Regions from separate parts of the Mus musculus genome. Here all the other regions are linked to region 1. A link is a contact called in public Hi-C and capture Hi-C data. All regions are on one chromosome and are shown on one strand. The core of a region is the stretch at or near the end of the contact, and the rest is flanking DNA. Distances in the headings are between cores, read along the strand shown.

Region 1 (5,007 bases), core at 387-2,886:
ACACTTTTGGCCATGTTTTATTATCCCAGAAAATAGAAACCTCCAATCAATACATTATTCTTAAGATTTATTTTGTTAAAGTGAAGCACAAAAAGAAAAAGATAAGGAGGTAGATAATTCACAAACAGATCCTAAGTCTACTTACTACATCTAAAGATTGTTAGATGTTCCATTTCTGATCTTAAATTGTAGTGGTGAGCATGAAATTAATATATCTCCACTGATAATCAACAAAGAAAGTACCAAGGGAACCCAGGAGAAATGCGCCAGTTTTAAATGATATATTAGCATCGTTCAGTATAATTTTTCAAATTTTGTCTTCAGACGTCACAGAATATTTCTACAATTAGCTCAAGTGCTAACAATGATAGCTGCTCTGTACCCCCAAGGGAAAAGAGTCCTACCTCACTAAAATTGGAGATACAGGAATCTACTGTGTCTTGGCGAGCAGAGGTACAGGGAAAAATTGTGTAATTTGTGGGAAGGGGATTGATGTTTGGGAAGAGAACGGATCTATACCATTCCTAGTTGCAAGGAGTACAGGGTTGCCAGGAGCCATTCCAATCCTCCTGGCTCCAGGTCTTTCATGAAGAAGGGATCAATACCACCAATGGTGTCTCCACCTGATGCCATTTTTTCCACTTAAGTCTTTGGAGCCTATGGGTGTCTATCTGTCTGCCAGATAAGATGCTGCAGTCCTTCCATAGTGTTTTCTAAGCATCTACTTGGAAAATAGCATTCTTCCCAACACTTACCCCAGTCCTTGACTATTTTATGAAAGAGCTTACATTTAGTGTGAAAGACAGATATGTGTACAATAAGAGGATGGATTCCGTGCAAGAACATGAGGGTCAGGCAGGCAGGGTACTGTTCGCATGAGAATGTTGAACAAGGCATTGCATGGACTGGATACTTGCCAGACACAGATGAGGAAGAGCAGTCCAGCTAGAGGGAAGGATGGAATAAAACCCAGCGAGATGAGGAAAGAGGTATATTTGACACAGCAGTAATGCCAGTGATATTGAATTAGTAAGTGTATGTCTGTATGTGTACAGGTTATGAGACAGGTTAGAAAGTTCCCTGTGTGCCACATTTTGGACTTTATATTTCATCCCATGGCTAATGGTGTGGACTTTTCAGTAGGAAGTCATGGTCAGTTCTGATATCCAAAGAAGTGACAGTGGCAGCAGTGGGGAATAGAGAGGGATGAGGCTAGATACCCAGGAGTCAGTGTGGAGTAGCTGAAGTTGTCTCAGAAATCCCAAAGAAAGTTAGTTTACCAAGACAGGCCATGGCTCAACTGTGATAGTGCATATGGTCATGAAGAAGAAGTCTTCCGTGGCAATTGTTCAATTGATTGACAGGATGAAAGCTTGACATTCTAGTGGGTGTACACAGGCTATCCTCAAATGAGATTCAAGGAAGTTGTGTGCTTAGAAACACTACTAACAAGTCTGTAGAGGAGTCTCTTCTCCCTGGCTTCAAAGGGATGATATTTTTTAAAGGGATGTGTTTGTTTAGCAAATGGAACTTTTGATCATGGAAGGGACCACACAAGCGGAGGGGAGACAAGACCTTCTTTGTTCACAATTTCTCTTCTGTTGAAAAAGTTTCTTTACCGCTTTTGTGCTTGAATTTTTCCCTGCTATTAATCTGCCACCTTGTGGCCTAATGAGGAATTTCAATTTTAAACTGAGAGGAAGGACTAAGAAGTCAATATTCCTTTCCGAGAACACAAACCCTGCCATAGCATAGCGCTGGCTGTGAAAAAGATCAAAGGAGAGCAGAGATACCCCGCTACTATGTAACCCCTTCTTCCCTGCTCACCAACGACGCTGTGGGATAGGAATTCACAGGGCAAAAGGAAGAACAGAGTCACAGGCACTTAGAATTCTGTGTGCTTTTCATCCTACAAAGCGATAGCTTGGATAGTGTCTTCAAATTTTAATGGAAAGTTTAATTGACCTAAAAGTTAAATAATCAGGTAAGATTATCATTAGCATCCAAAATACTGTATAGAATCATAAGACAACTTTGCAAACAGATAACAATTAGGCATCAAATAATCACTCTGTAAAGTGAAATGAATGACGTATGTCCACATATGCCTCTTAGCATCCACATGGCAGGTCACAGTCATCTATAACTCCATTCCAGGAAATCTGACACTCTCTTCTGCCTCCGTGGACACCAAGCACACACACACACACACACACACACACACACACACACTATATATATATGTGTATATATATATATATATATATATATACACACACACACACACACACATCCAGGCAAAACAATAAATAAATACACATACAAAATAAAAATAAATAGATCATTTAAAAATAAAAGGCCAGTTAAGTCACCTAGGGACTAGTATGTTTCTGAAATTTCTACTTTGATATCTTTATTCTAATCTGACTCCACAAATGCCCATGAGTTCTTTATTTTCTTTATAGCCAATCTTCTTGTTTTCTTGGTCCAGGCCTATTATTCTTAAATACTGTTACACAGAATACTCTGTGTTCTCCTCCCAGACAGCCATATTTTTAATTTCTCTCTCTCTCTCTCTCTCTCTCTCTCTCTCTCTCTATATATATATATATATATATATATATATGAATAAAGTGGTCTGTAAGCTTCTTTCTGAATGGGCAGCTATTTATTACAGCAGGCCATACTTGGCTGAGGTTAGCAACAAACCTCAGTTGCCTTTTAACATTCAAAAGAAATGCAGGGCCTTTGAAACACTGCAGGCTTCTTTTACTTTTCTTACTAATTTGGAATTCTGGCTTCCTTCTCTTTCAGGTTTTATGATTACTTGTTATTTTTGTTTGTACTCTTTTTCACAATGTCTGAAAGGATGGGAGAGGTGGGAGGAAAGGCCAAGGTAATTGAGTCCACCTAGCTGCCTCTGCAGTTAACAGCATGCCAATTCTAAACCCTGGGCTTCATTTTAATCTATTCTTTCACACAAAACAGCATCCAGTTGATATGTGCAGAATCAGGAGCATAGTCACCACAGCTGTCCTTTCATGTTTATGAGGTCCACACTTGGGGTATGAGAATTGCATCTGTTGAACATGGCTTAGGTTTTCTTGATATTATTCCCCTTTAAAAACCCATAAAACCATTCACATAGCATTTTTCTTGTATCAGGTATTATTAATAATCTGGATGAATTAAAGTATATGAGCATATACATCTAAGTGATAGAAAAATATTACTAATACATCATTATATATAAGGTGCTTGATACTTGAGAATTTGCACATCTCTGTATGTGGTGGAGGGAAACTAATTCTCTGAGGCTACCAAAGGATGTCTGTATTATACAAATGATATGGAAATTAACAGTGACTATAATAAACTGATGAAAGCAAGTTAGGGGAAAACAGGGCTTATTTTGGATTGTAGTTCCATGAGGTTAGAGTCTATATTGATGGGGAAAGCATGGGAGCAGGGGCAAGAAGCAGAGAGGTCACATTTTATCCACACACAGAAAGAGAGATAGGATGGGAAGTCAGTGAGGCTACAAACCCTCAAAACTCACCCCCCCCCCCCAGTGATGTATTTCCCAGTGGTGTTAGGAAGTGATGAATCTCCACTTCCTGACAGTTCTGTACCCCCCAAAACCATGTCACCAGCTAAAGACCAGCTGTTCAAATGCATGAACTTAGAGGGGCATTCTCATACTATAACAGTCCTGGGTCATGCCAGCAGTGTAGGTAACATGAATAATCAGAAATGAAAGTGATCAGAGGGTGCAAAGCCAGGAGGGAGTTCAGAGTAAACCTTAAGCTTGGGATGGGCACAGCACTTACCATTTGCCTTACAACGTTATTCACTCTACCTAGAGCTGAGAACTGTTTATGCAGGAAACACACTTCCTCTGTCTGTCTGAGCACTCAGAAAGGCTGCATTGCCTCCTAAGGTAAGATGAGATGCAGCTGTTAGCTTGCCCTTTTAGCCCTGTGAAAGACAGGTGATCTACTTCCTCCAGGCACAAGCTGTGTTAGCAGCTCAGTTCTCCCCAGCAAGGGGAAATGGAACTAATTCTGCCACCCTCAAGGAATAACTAAGCACGAACCCCTGCCTGTTCTCACGGGGTTACAACCTTTCTCTTTCCAGTATGCTTCTGGCTTTCACTTTCTGCATTTCCTTTCTCTTTCTCCTGGAAACGGAACCGAGCTAAGCACACCTAACCCAACTTCACTGCACCTTCCTTCAAGAGCAGGACCTGGCTCCTTGTTCAGCAGCTGAGGGTCTGCCTGATGTATCTCACCACACTGGACTTGTTTGCTATCAGTGTCATCATGCAGAGAGCTGAGGTCACAGAATCTAAGAGAACATGGGATTTTCTGTGTCTTCCTTTTGGGGCATTCTGGAACATTTTCTAAAGCCTAAACATCCTGGTTGTTCAGTTGCCTCTCCCTTTCCAGAAGCCTAGTGCTACTTCAACTTTGACCCCAACTCTGAGATCATCCTGGCTCTGAGACCCAATCAGAATCATTATCACCCAGCTGGAGGAGGGGAAAACATCACCATTCCTTAAGGAGTTCAGATGGTCATGACTGAGAAGTAAAGTTTATTGTAGAATATACACAATCTCCTAATGAATCAATCACCTAAGTCTACAAGTGTTTGGGTTTAGGGTTCAAGGGCAACACTAAGGTCAGTTATCTTTTGGGAGTTAGCATTTTGTTGGAGAGATGGTAATGCCCACATGGCAGAGCTAGGGTCCCTCCTTATATATTTTAGGGGAAGTGAGAGGTTCTATGTCACAGGATTGGTGCTTGCAGACTACCTGTCTGATTCATGGGCAGCCGGGAGAGAGGAATCTGTCTGCTTCGGGCCTGTAAGAAGAGTCTGCTAGAAGGGTGGGGAGAGTAAGAACTTAGGAAAGCAAATCAGCAGGGAAGCTTTTAAAAAGGCATGGCCCTGGCTAACAGAATCCCTCCCCAAAATCTCCCCAAAAGATGTAAGTTATGAAGGAGGGTA
Region 2 (4,476 bases), core at 1,150-3,649, 160 kb before region 1:
GGAAAATGGCCAGAGGAACATATTGAAGTTTGGGCTGTGCTGAAGGGCCAGGAAAAGTCTGTTATTATACACTGCAATGGTATTCATGTCTCTGCTGTGAGAGTTTCCCCAGCATCCCCCTCTGCTCAGTGTGAGCACTGGCAGGTGAAAGGTAGCTGACTCTGGTCTGGGAGGCCCCTTCATTTAGTTCGTATCTGAAAGCTCGTACAATCAAACTGGGTGTAGAGTAGGAACTAGGAGACATTTGTTAACTGGCTCCCTGCGATGCTCTTGACACAGCCCTGCTCTCCTCTCAGGCTGCTTCTTTTTATTCCTCCCTAAAAAGCACTGTCCTCACATTCTCAAAGTCTCCCTGCTTCACAATTTCTTCTGAAACCCAGGTGACTATGCATTGATCGCAGCTTCTTGTTTACTGGTTTTGTCCCAGCCCATGGAAGGGAGGTGGAGCAGGCCCATTTAAGTAATTTGCTCCTGGCATCGTTATACTAACGTTGTGCACAAGACCCTTCTCTTTTTAAACTACACTTGTGTCATGTGCTTTTCAGGGGATGAGGTCCTTTCATCTTGGACTGCTTTATATCTCCCCTAGCTCTCTTTGTGGGATTCAGTGTTTCAGCTGATGCCAGGTTCAGATTTCAGATAAGTGGGGAAGAGGAGGTACAGGCAGTTCCCATTTTTTTCATCATTGTGACTATCTCATCTGGCACCACCACCATCTTACTGTTAACCCTGCAAGCAGTGGCTGCTGCCTCTGTCCAAATGGTGGCTGCTGGCAGCCTGTCACAGGGCAGAGTCACACTCCCTTCGGGGTGACTGAAGACTTGGTTTTTAGAGTAAGTACATCTAAAGATAGAGAACTGTGCAACTGAAGATTGGTACCCTATCTCCATAAACAAAGAAGACAAGCTAAGGGCCTAGTCCATATTAGTCACATAAGATATCCTAGAATAAAGTAGAAAAAATGAGTACTTCGAAAGACAACATAGCCACTACTTTTTAAATTTACTTAGCAAAATATATCTTAACAAAGATAAAGATGCACAGAAGGAGACAATACAGGATAAATGGTAAGACTGAAACCAGTCACTAAAGCAATCGTCGTCTCCAGGAGAAAGCTCAGAGTGGCATTTTTTTTTCTCAACAGGCTTAGAGGGCAAGAAGTACAAATTAAAACAGAGACATCAGTGATATTCAGTAAGAGAAATGGGATGAAGCCCTTGCAATAGCTAGTACATACAAGGGGCTGGAATCCATTTATAATATGGAACAGAAGGGGGTGCTGCTCATAAAATACAAACTATCTTAACCAAAAGTCAGAATCCAAATATGCAACTTAAAGTGTACAGCTGTGTTTAATAATTAGTAGAGGGTGAGAACAAGACACACCTGATCTTGACCCCAGAACATATTTAGTGGCACAGGAACTGAGATGCTGGTACTACACGGAGGAGAGTCATACTTGGATGTATTCATGTTCTCCCTAGAAACTGTATTTTGCTGTCACTTCTGGCCCTGTGGTGCCTGATCATGGCGAAGTATCTGTGTTGGTTTCCTTAACCTTGCTCACACATTTACAAACACCCCTTCACTAACCACTCTTTCCCATACCATTTGAGAATAGCTATTAGTGCTCTGGATAAAGGAAGGGAGCTAATGTGGTGCCTACTGTAGGCTGTGAGGTCACATGGGAGGCAAGTGACCCGTGTACTTTATCTTCTCTCAGCCAGGCCTAGTCCCCACGTCTATACACTCAGTGTGCTCATCTTCCTGTGCCAAGTTCTACTCCAGTGCTTGCTGGTCTTTCAGATGCAAATACATCCTGAGTCCAAGCACATCATGTTAGATGTAAGTGGATAAACAGCAGTCGGTTCCAGTGGCCACTCATTGTGTTCAGAGGTGGAGGGAGGGTGACTGAAAAGTCTCTCTCCTCTATTTTGACTGTCAGATCAGGCCTAATTCATCTGCACTCTGCACTCGTCTGGAGCCCTGGTGCAGGTGGAGCTTCGTCTCCACTCCTCCATAGAATGCTGTTGCTTCTCTGCACTGCAAGAGTCATTGCTTGTGTTGATGTTGAAATGTTGAGTGCTCTCTCTCTCTCTGTGTATGTGTGTGTGTGTGTGTTTGTGTGTGTGTGTGTGTGTGTGTGTGTGTGTGTGTGTGTATGATACTTGCAAGGTCAGCACTTTATCAGCTGACACATCTGTCCAGCCCCTTAGGACGTTTTGAGAAAGAATTCAGACTTGATAGTTATGGGGCGATGAATGAAATGTTTCCCATGTTGGGTAATGCTGTTCTTTTCTTTCAGTTTCTCTTTCTACAAGGTCCCTTTTCTTATCAGGAGCTTTGAGCATAGCACGTAGTTCTTTTCTGCTTCTCTTCAACATTTCATTTCTCAGAAATAAGATCCGAACCATTTGTCATTGCTTCCCCTTTCCTGTGCTTACGCTGCAGTCTAGGGTCATGACTGTGTCTGGCTTCCTAGAGCAAGCTACCCACCTTCTCCTTTTGTTCTAGTGCTCTTTGTGTTTTCACACCATCAAATGCATGTTTATATGTTTCTTTTCCCCTAACTCATTTGGTCTACTCTATGGTCCTTTAATTATTTCTGCCCATTTAATTGACAAGGATGGGTAGCTAGACCATTTATGTTTCTCATATTTTTATGATTCAAATTAGATAAACCTGATTCTTTAAGCCTGATTCTTTTTTCTCTTTCTCTTCTTCCTCTGAGATATCAACTTCATATAGATAGTATCCCCAAATAAATATGTCTTATTTTTTCAATTCTCAGGTTTTATTCTGCTATTCTAGTTTAGGGGTAAAGAACAGATAGACTACATATGTATATTGTTGATATATATAAATTTATTATATGTATATATAAATATATATTGATTAATTATTTATTAATCAATTATCAGGTTTATCTAATTTGAATCATAAAAATATGAGAAACATAAATGGTCTAGCTACCCATCCTTGTCAATTAAATGGGCAGAAATAATTAATTTCTGTTATATGTGTAACATATGTTATCTATGTTATGCATATATGTAATGTATATAACATATTATATGTGATATACAAGAAACTTTAAAAAATATATAGAAAAGTTCATTATGATATGTGATTTCTGTTATATATAACAGATGTTATATATATTTTTTATATAATGAACTTCTCTTGCTATGTATATATGTTATGATATGTGATCTCTTTTATAATCACTCTACTGATTGAGACCCCCTGCTCTAGAAGCTTCACTTCCTGAGTTAGAAACAATCATTCGTCCAAGACAATATCTTCCAGCTGATGAACAACCTGTCTTAGTTGCTTTTCTATTGTTCTGAAGAGACACCATGACCAGGACAATGTATGGAAGGAAGAGTTTGTAGGAGGTTGACTGTTCCAGAGGATCAGTCCATGACCGTCATGTCAGTAGGCATGTGGGTATGGTGTGAATGGCGAAGCAGTCCCTTTGCTTTGCAAGGCAATGGCTGAGTTCTGCTTCCAGCCAAGGATTTTGCTACTAAGCAAGTATCTGAAGCAAGCAAATTGTATGGCTTTGGTATCATCAACCAAGTGTGTGTGTTTATTATAGACCCCAACAGTGATTTTAAGGAAGTACTTACATGTTCTTACCTGTGTATTCTGGTATAAAGGTTAGTGCTTAGCACACACAAACAGTTAAAAAACAGTTTGGGTCTTTCTATGCACGGAGAGAAGCTGGCTCAGGTATACAGAGATGACCTATTTGGGCAAGGGTAGAGAAGCCCATCCTGGACGCCAGGGCTGATAAAGTGGAGAAGGGCTGCGTTGGGAAGCTGGAAAGGATGCCATGGGGCAGCTTAAGGGTGACTTTTTTCTTTTTTCTTTGGTCCTCATTACAAAGAAAAAGATCCTGTTGTTATTATGCCCAATGCCACTTTTTCAGAACATAAACTTGGATTAGTAATTCTCGCTGTATCCAGGTACTGAATTTTGAAAATAATCCTCCTTGTGTCATAACATTTGTATACATAAAATCTGGCCAGTGGCTTGTTTCTTACACATTCATATTTATGACTGGTAATGATTTCATACATAAATTGTTTTAATTGAATTTAGTTTTATTAAGTACTCTATAGGTCAAATGTAAAACAGAAAAAAAAAACCCCTCCAACTAGTTATATAGAAAATTGCCTCTCAATATTCTTCTTCAAACACAGTTTCCTCACCAGCATGAGATAATTTAGATATGATGTCACCTCTACTTTACTAAGAATGAGGCTATTGCTACTGTTGTCTGTTTCAGAGGCTGGGGATGAAGGGATTGGTTGAAGGGATTAGGCTTAGCCTGGTCTCTCTTTCATAATTTTTTCTTTTGATCTTCCTACCTTCAAATTTGTCAAATTAGCCCTGGAAACCCCATGACCCTGCTGGAGTTCTCTGTCTCTGTCCCGAGTGTTCATTTAACAGTGTACTGGTGTTTTCAAA
Region 3 (4,583 bases), core at 1,961-4,460, 220 kb before region 1:
CTAGAGTTCCCATCACTTACAGAAAGTATATAAGGGCATGGGCCATTGAAAGAACCATGGGAGGCAATCAACATGCTCAAGACTGTGAGCATGTTCCCAAGACAAGGGGCAGCTCATCCACCATGAGTGCAGTGGCAGAGGAGCAAGAGAACCCATGACGCAAGAGACATGTAATTCCACTGCAGTTTACTGGAACACTGATTCTAAGGAGTTTTGCCCACCCACCCAAAAAAGGAGAAAGAAAGAAAGAAAGAAAGAAAGAAAGAAAGAAAGAAAGAAAATAAGAAAATATCTTAGTTACTTTTCTGTTGCTGTTCTAACACCATGACCAAGGTGACTCATAACAGACAACGTTTAATTGGAGCTCACCGTTCCAGAGGCAGAGCAAAGGCATGGTGGTAGGAACAGCTGAGAGCTGACACCCCAGTCCACAGACAGGAGGCTAACTTCTTAAAGCAGAGAGAGCTGACTTTCAATGGCACAAGTCCTTTGAAACTTCAAAACCTACCCCTGTCAAATACTTTCTCCAACAAGGTCATACCTCCTAAATCCTCCCCAAATAGCCACCAACTGGGGACTATTTAACTATCAGACTCTTACGAAGGGCATCTCATCCCAACTACTTCAAAAGTAAGGAAAATGTGTGTGCAAATTAGATATTTGATATTCAAATTATAGCCTTTGGTGTGTGTCTTAGTTTGGGTTTCCACTGCTGTGAACAGACACCATGACAACTTTTATAAAGGACAACATTTAATTGGGGCTGGCTTACAGGTTCAGAGGTTCAGTCCGTTGTCATCAAGGCGGGAAGCATGGCAGCATCCAGGCAGATGTGGTGCAGGAGAAGGAGCTGAGAGTTCTACATCTTGATTTGAAGGCTGTCAAGAGAAGACTGACTCTGGCCAGACTTGATCATAGATCTGAGACCTCAAAACCAACCCCTTACAGTGACATATTTCCTCTAACAAAGCTACACCTCCTCCAATACGGCCACACCTCCTAATAGTGCCAGTTTCCATGGGCAACGAGTATTCAAAGCATCACAGTGAGACAAACAATGAAATTAAGGTTTCACTTAGGATAGGGTTATATTAACAGAAGAATCAGTTAATACTTAAAAACAAAACCCTTGCCAGGCATGGTAGCTCATGGCTTTAATTCCAGCACTGGAGAAGCAGAAGCAGGTGGATCTCTGAGTTTGAGGCCAGCTTGGTCTGTAGAGTGAGTTCCAGGATAGTAAGGACTACACAGAAAAACTCCGTCTCAGAAAACACACACACACACACACACACACACCACAAAACAAACAACAAAAAAACCCTTAAGATAGTTCTTATCAGCTTTCCTGAAGAATTGTGCTACCAGATAGATTAGTAACATATATTTTCAATCATTAAAAAGCCAAGGAAATAAAACTACCACACAACAGAACAAAAAAGTCTATTCAGGAGACACCCAGAAAACTACTTCACATTGCTCGAATTCTTTTAGTTTTCTTACACAGAGACAAACATGCTGGTTCAAATGAGAAGTCATCCATTCTTCCAGGCTCACATGCCTTTGAGCAAATGAGTAAACTCATACAAATGGAACTGAAGGCAGCTTTTTTTCTGAGGACCTTAGCAGTGTATACATCTCTCTTATGTGGAAATTCTCAAGTGTAACCTCTCCAGTTCTCTCCAGATATATTTCTGTAGGGGCCTAGGTAAAATGTTAAGGCCTAGGTAACAGTTAGCTGGTTAGCCTGAGATTATAAGGAAACTTTCTCATATGTTTCTGCTGTCACTAGGAAACTTTCTAATGCCGATATTGATGACATATTCTGTTATAGTCTGTGCCCTTGGGAACCCAATCACGATAGAGGTCAGTAGAACTGCTTTGTATAGTTACTCACCATAAGCTTGGACCTGAACCAACGACCCAACAGCACTTCCTGCATCTATGTATAAGCTTTTATGGTATTTAACTTTATAAACTACCCCTGGGATGGGCTCCAACACAAGAAAGACACCTGCACCAATATAAGAAACTATTTGGAATAAGACTTCCATTTTGAACAGTGGTCAAGTAAAGTTTAGGTTCCCAAGACCTCCCTAGAAACTGACATCCGACTTGGCAGAAAGAGACATGTATGTGGGAAACTGACATCCTAGTTGGAAAGTTAAAACACGAATTTTAGACAAGTCCCATCCTGATAGACAAGTTAAGGTGTGACTATTAGACAAGGCAAGTCTCCTGTCACAGTTGAATACCCCAACCAATGGGGGCAGGAGGGAGAAAGTATACAACAGAGACAAGTTCCCAAGGGAATCCCCCATCCCTACATCCTGATTGGTGAAATAACTTGACACAGATACTTGTGGATTTTGGGCTTAAAAACACTGGGTCTTAACTCAGGGTCATGGTTCAGTTCCCAGATCTGGACTATGGCCCTGGTCGACCAGTCTTGTGGTGTGTGCTCGATAAACTATCCCTATCTGACTGAGATCGGAGTTCTTGTGGCTTGTGAGGCAATTCTTGGACCCCAACAGTTCTGTCTGTCTATCTATTCTACAATCTTTAAAACAATCCTTTAAGTAAAGCTGGACCAGATGTTATGCTGACTGGGTAGCCCAGCAATAGTCACGTGACTTCATGTATTCCACTTCTGGGGGCACAGTCCAATGGAGGGACTTCGCTTGGTGAGGCTGTCAGCATCACTAGGGAGTGAGTATGGCAGCTCCCCCAAGTTCAGGGCCGGAATGAGTCCTCTCAGCTTCCTGCAGTTCCCAGGCACCAGAACATCCCTGAGGGAGAGAAGCTTGGGAGGAAGTCACTGGACAGTTCGTCTTATGCAGATGGCTTTGCTCCAGAGTCTAGGCAGGCAGGCAAGATGCCCTTTCCTCCCTTGGTAGGTCCACTGCTGCCCCGTTTGCACACGTTCAGACGGATCAGGGCAGTCTGATCCATCTTGTCCTCTTTGCCCATTTGGCAAGTTCATCCAACCTATGGATGCATTTTCTGCCCTTGCTCAATGCTGTGGCCATCAACTGCCTGAGCTGTGGTTTGAGACAGACCAATCAAACCATCATATTGCCTCCTTCCAAACCGTCCAAGTCAGCAGCCAAAGAAACTAAAAATAACTGGAAATGCTTTGGCTAGTCTGTCTCAAGGGAGAGGGTCAGCTGAGGCTCCAGAAAAAGGGAACATAGAGCCGGACAATCAAGAAATACAGTTGCCTGTTCCCTAAAAGCTGTGTGTGACCTTGGCAGAAGAGCAGCAGACACATACCCACTTATACACTTAGGATGGTGTGGCAAGATGCAGACACGGCGCACAGTGGCCAGGATTCTCATCATACGGCAGAACCAAAGTGACGTCTGTCTGTAGGTTCACAGACATGTTTCCTGGAAGGGACCTTCTAGAGAAAGTGACAAGGAAACCATATCTGGAGTGAGACGCTATACGTGGGCAGACAGTGAGGAGGAACGGTCTGTTTTGATCTGGTTGATGAATACAGTCAGGAGCACAAGAGGCAGGCTAGGAGTCAAATGGCCCTTCCTGGTCCTGACAGACCCTTTTCTAGGACAATAGGAGGAAATGTCAGCCTGGAATTTCCCACAATTGCAGATAAATGGCTGACCAGTTGCTAGTTGTTGTTGTTATTATTATTTTATTGTCTTAAAAAGCACCAGTTTTTGGTTTGATGAAATGAGGACTTGGGGTGTACTGAGCAGATGTACAATAGAGACTGAATCATGGCTTGACAGTAGTGCTAGGTGGGGCAGGGCAGAGTGAGACAGAGTTCTGACTAATGAGCCTCCTCTCCCAATATGTGACAGCTGAGTGCGTTCTGTATGTCAAGCCCTAGTGTAGACCCTAGGGCACACACTCTAACTTAGTGGGCAGAACTAGGCAAGGGCTTGCCAAAGAAATAATTCCAGCCCATGAGTTAAAAGTCTCACTTATCAAGGTAGTGTCTCTTGGCTTCATGGCTTCGAAATAATCAACTATTCACAATGTCTGGTATATGTATGTATGTATATGTATGTATACATATATATATATTCCAACTTAAAAAATAATTTTATCTGTCCTTTGTTTCAAAACCACCTGAGAGGAATGAGGTATCTACCCTTCCCCTGTCCCCTCTCTTGCAGTCTCATATACACAAAATAGGAGATTCAGTTGTTGTTTAGTTTGTTGCCTTGTCCCCACCCACTCCCAAGGTGGGCAAGTAGCCCCAGACAATAGAAAGCTCTGCTCGCTCATCCACCACCAGGTAATCAGAGACACACATTCCCTGAGAAGCCCTGGGCATGCCACCGTCTGGCTCAGCACCTGCAATATTGTAATACTGCTTTCTTTGCTTGATACTAAAAGCAGTACTTTTTTAGATATTATAGAGAATAAAAGTCAGTCAGAAAAGTCTAGAACTTTTTTAATGCATGTAAATTTTATGATACAACTGCCTTAGAGTTACTGTGTGCACAAGGCAGGAAAGGATGTGTTCGGACTGGTCAGTAGATTTGCAGTCTGAAAATCATTCGAGCTGCCTTTCTCAGTTAAGTTACCCTCCTCTTTGCTTCCTGTAGGAAGAACAC

The links. Hi-C and Micro-C count contacts between places; a contact is called where the count stands out from the background. Capture Hi-C pulls out chosen DNA fragments and counts their contacts.
Region 2: a capture Hi-C map of bone marrow-derived macrophages shows a contact between it and region 1, with 6 times the contacts expected there. The contact joins two enhancer-like sites. A contact is called at or near these places in 3 of 484 Hi-C or Micro-C datasets (bone marrow-derived macrophages and peritoneal macrophages), 1 of 115 datasets of contacts at active chromatin or transcription factors (bone marrow-derived macrophages) and 1 of 9 other capture datasets (bone marrow-derived macrophages).
Region 3: a contact with region 1 is called in a Hi-C map of bone marrow-derived macrophages, with 32 read pairs. The contact joins two enhancer-like sites. A contact is called at or near these places in 1 of 15 datasets of contacts at CTCF or cohesin (large pre-B cells), 3 of 484 Hi-C or Micro-C datasets (bone marrow-derived macrophages, cerebellar granule neurons and liver) and 5 of 115 datasets of contacts at active chromatin or transcription factors (cardiomyocytes, embryonic basal ganglia, embryonic stem cells and 2 more).

What each region holds. Positions count from the first base shown.
Region 1 is chr12:32,634,285-32,639,291 of GRCm38.p6, reverse strand. No RefSeq gene overlaps it. Among named protein-coding and RNA genes, the nearest start is that of Gm33380, 55 kb to the right of the region's middle. Within about 2 kb of position 1,636, at least 17 of the 459 cell types and tissues checked have an H3K27ac peak or open chromatin away from gene starts, as enhancers often do. A contact at or near this core is called in bone marrow-derived macrophages, where this site is marked.
Region 2 is chr12:32,793,799-32,798,274 of GRCm38.p6, reverse strand. No RefSeq gene overlaps it. Among named protein-coding and RNA genes, the nearest start is that of Nampt, 24 kb to the left of the region's middle. Within about 2 kb of position 2,399, at least 50 of the 459 cell types and tissues checked have an H3K27ac peak or open chromatin away from gene starts, as enhancers often do. A contact at or near this core is called in bone marrow-derived macrophages, where this site is marked.
Region 3 is chr12:32,855,663-32,860,245 of GRCm38.p6, reverse strand. No RefSeq gene overlaps it. Among named protein-coding and RNA genes, the nearest start is that of Gdap10, 34 kb to the right of the region's middle. Within about 2 kb of position 3,210, at least 50 of the 459 cell types and tissues checked have an H3K27ac peak or open chromatin away from gene starts, as enhancers often do. A contact at or near this core is called in bone marrow-derived macrophages, where this site is marked.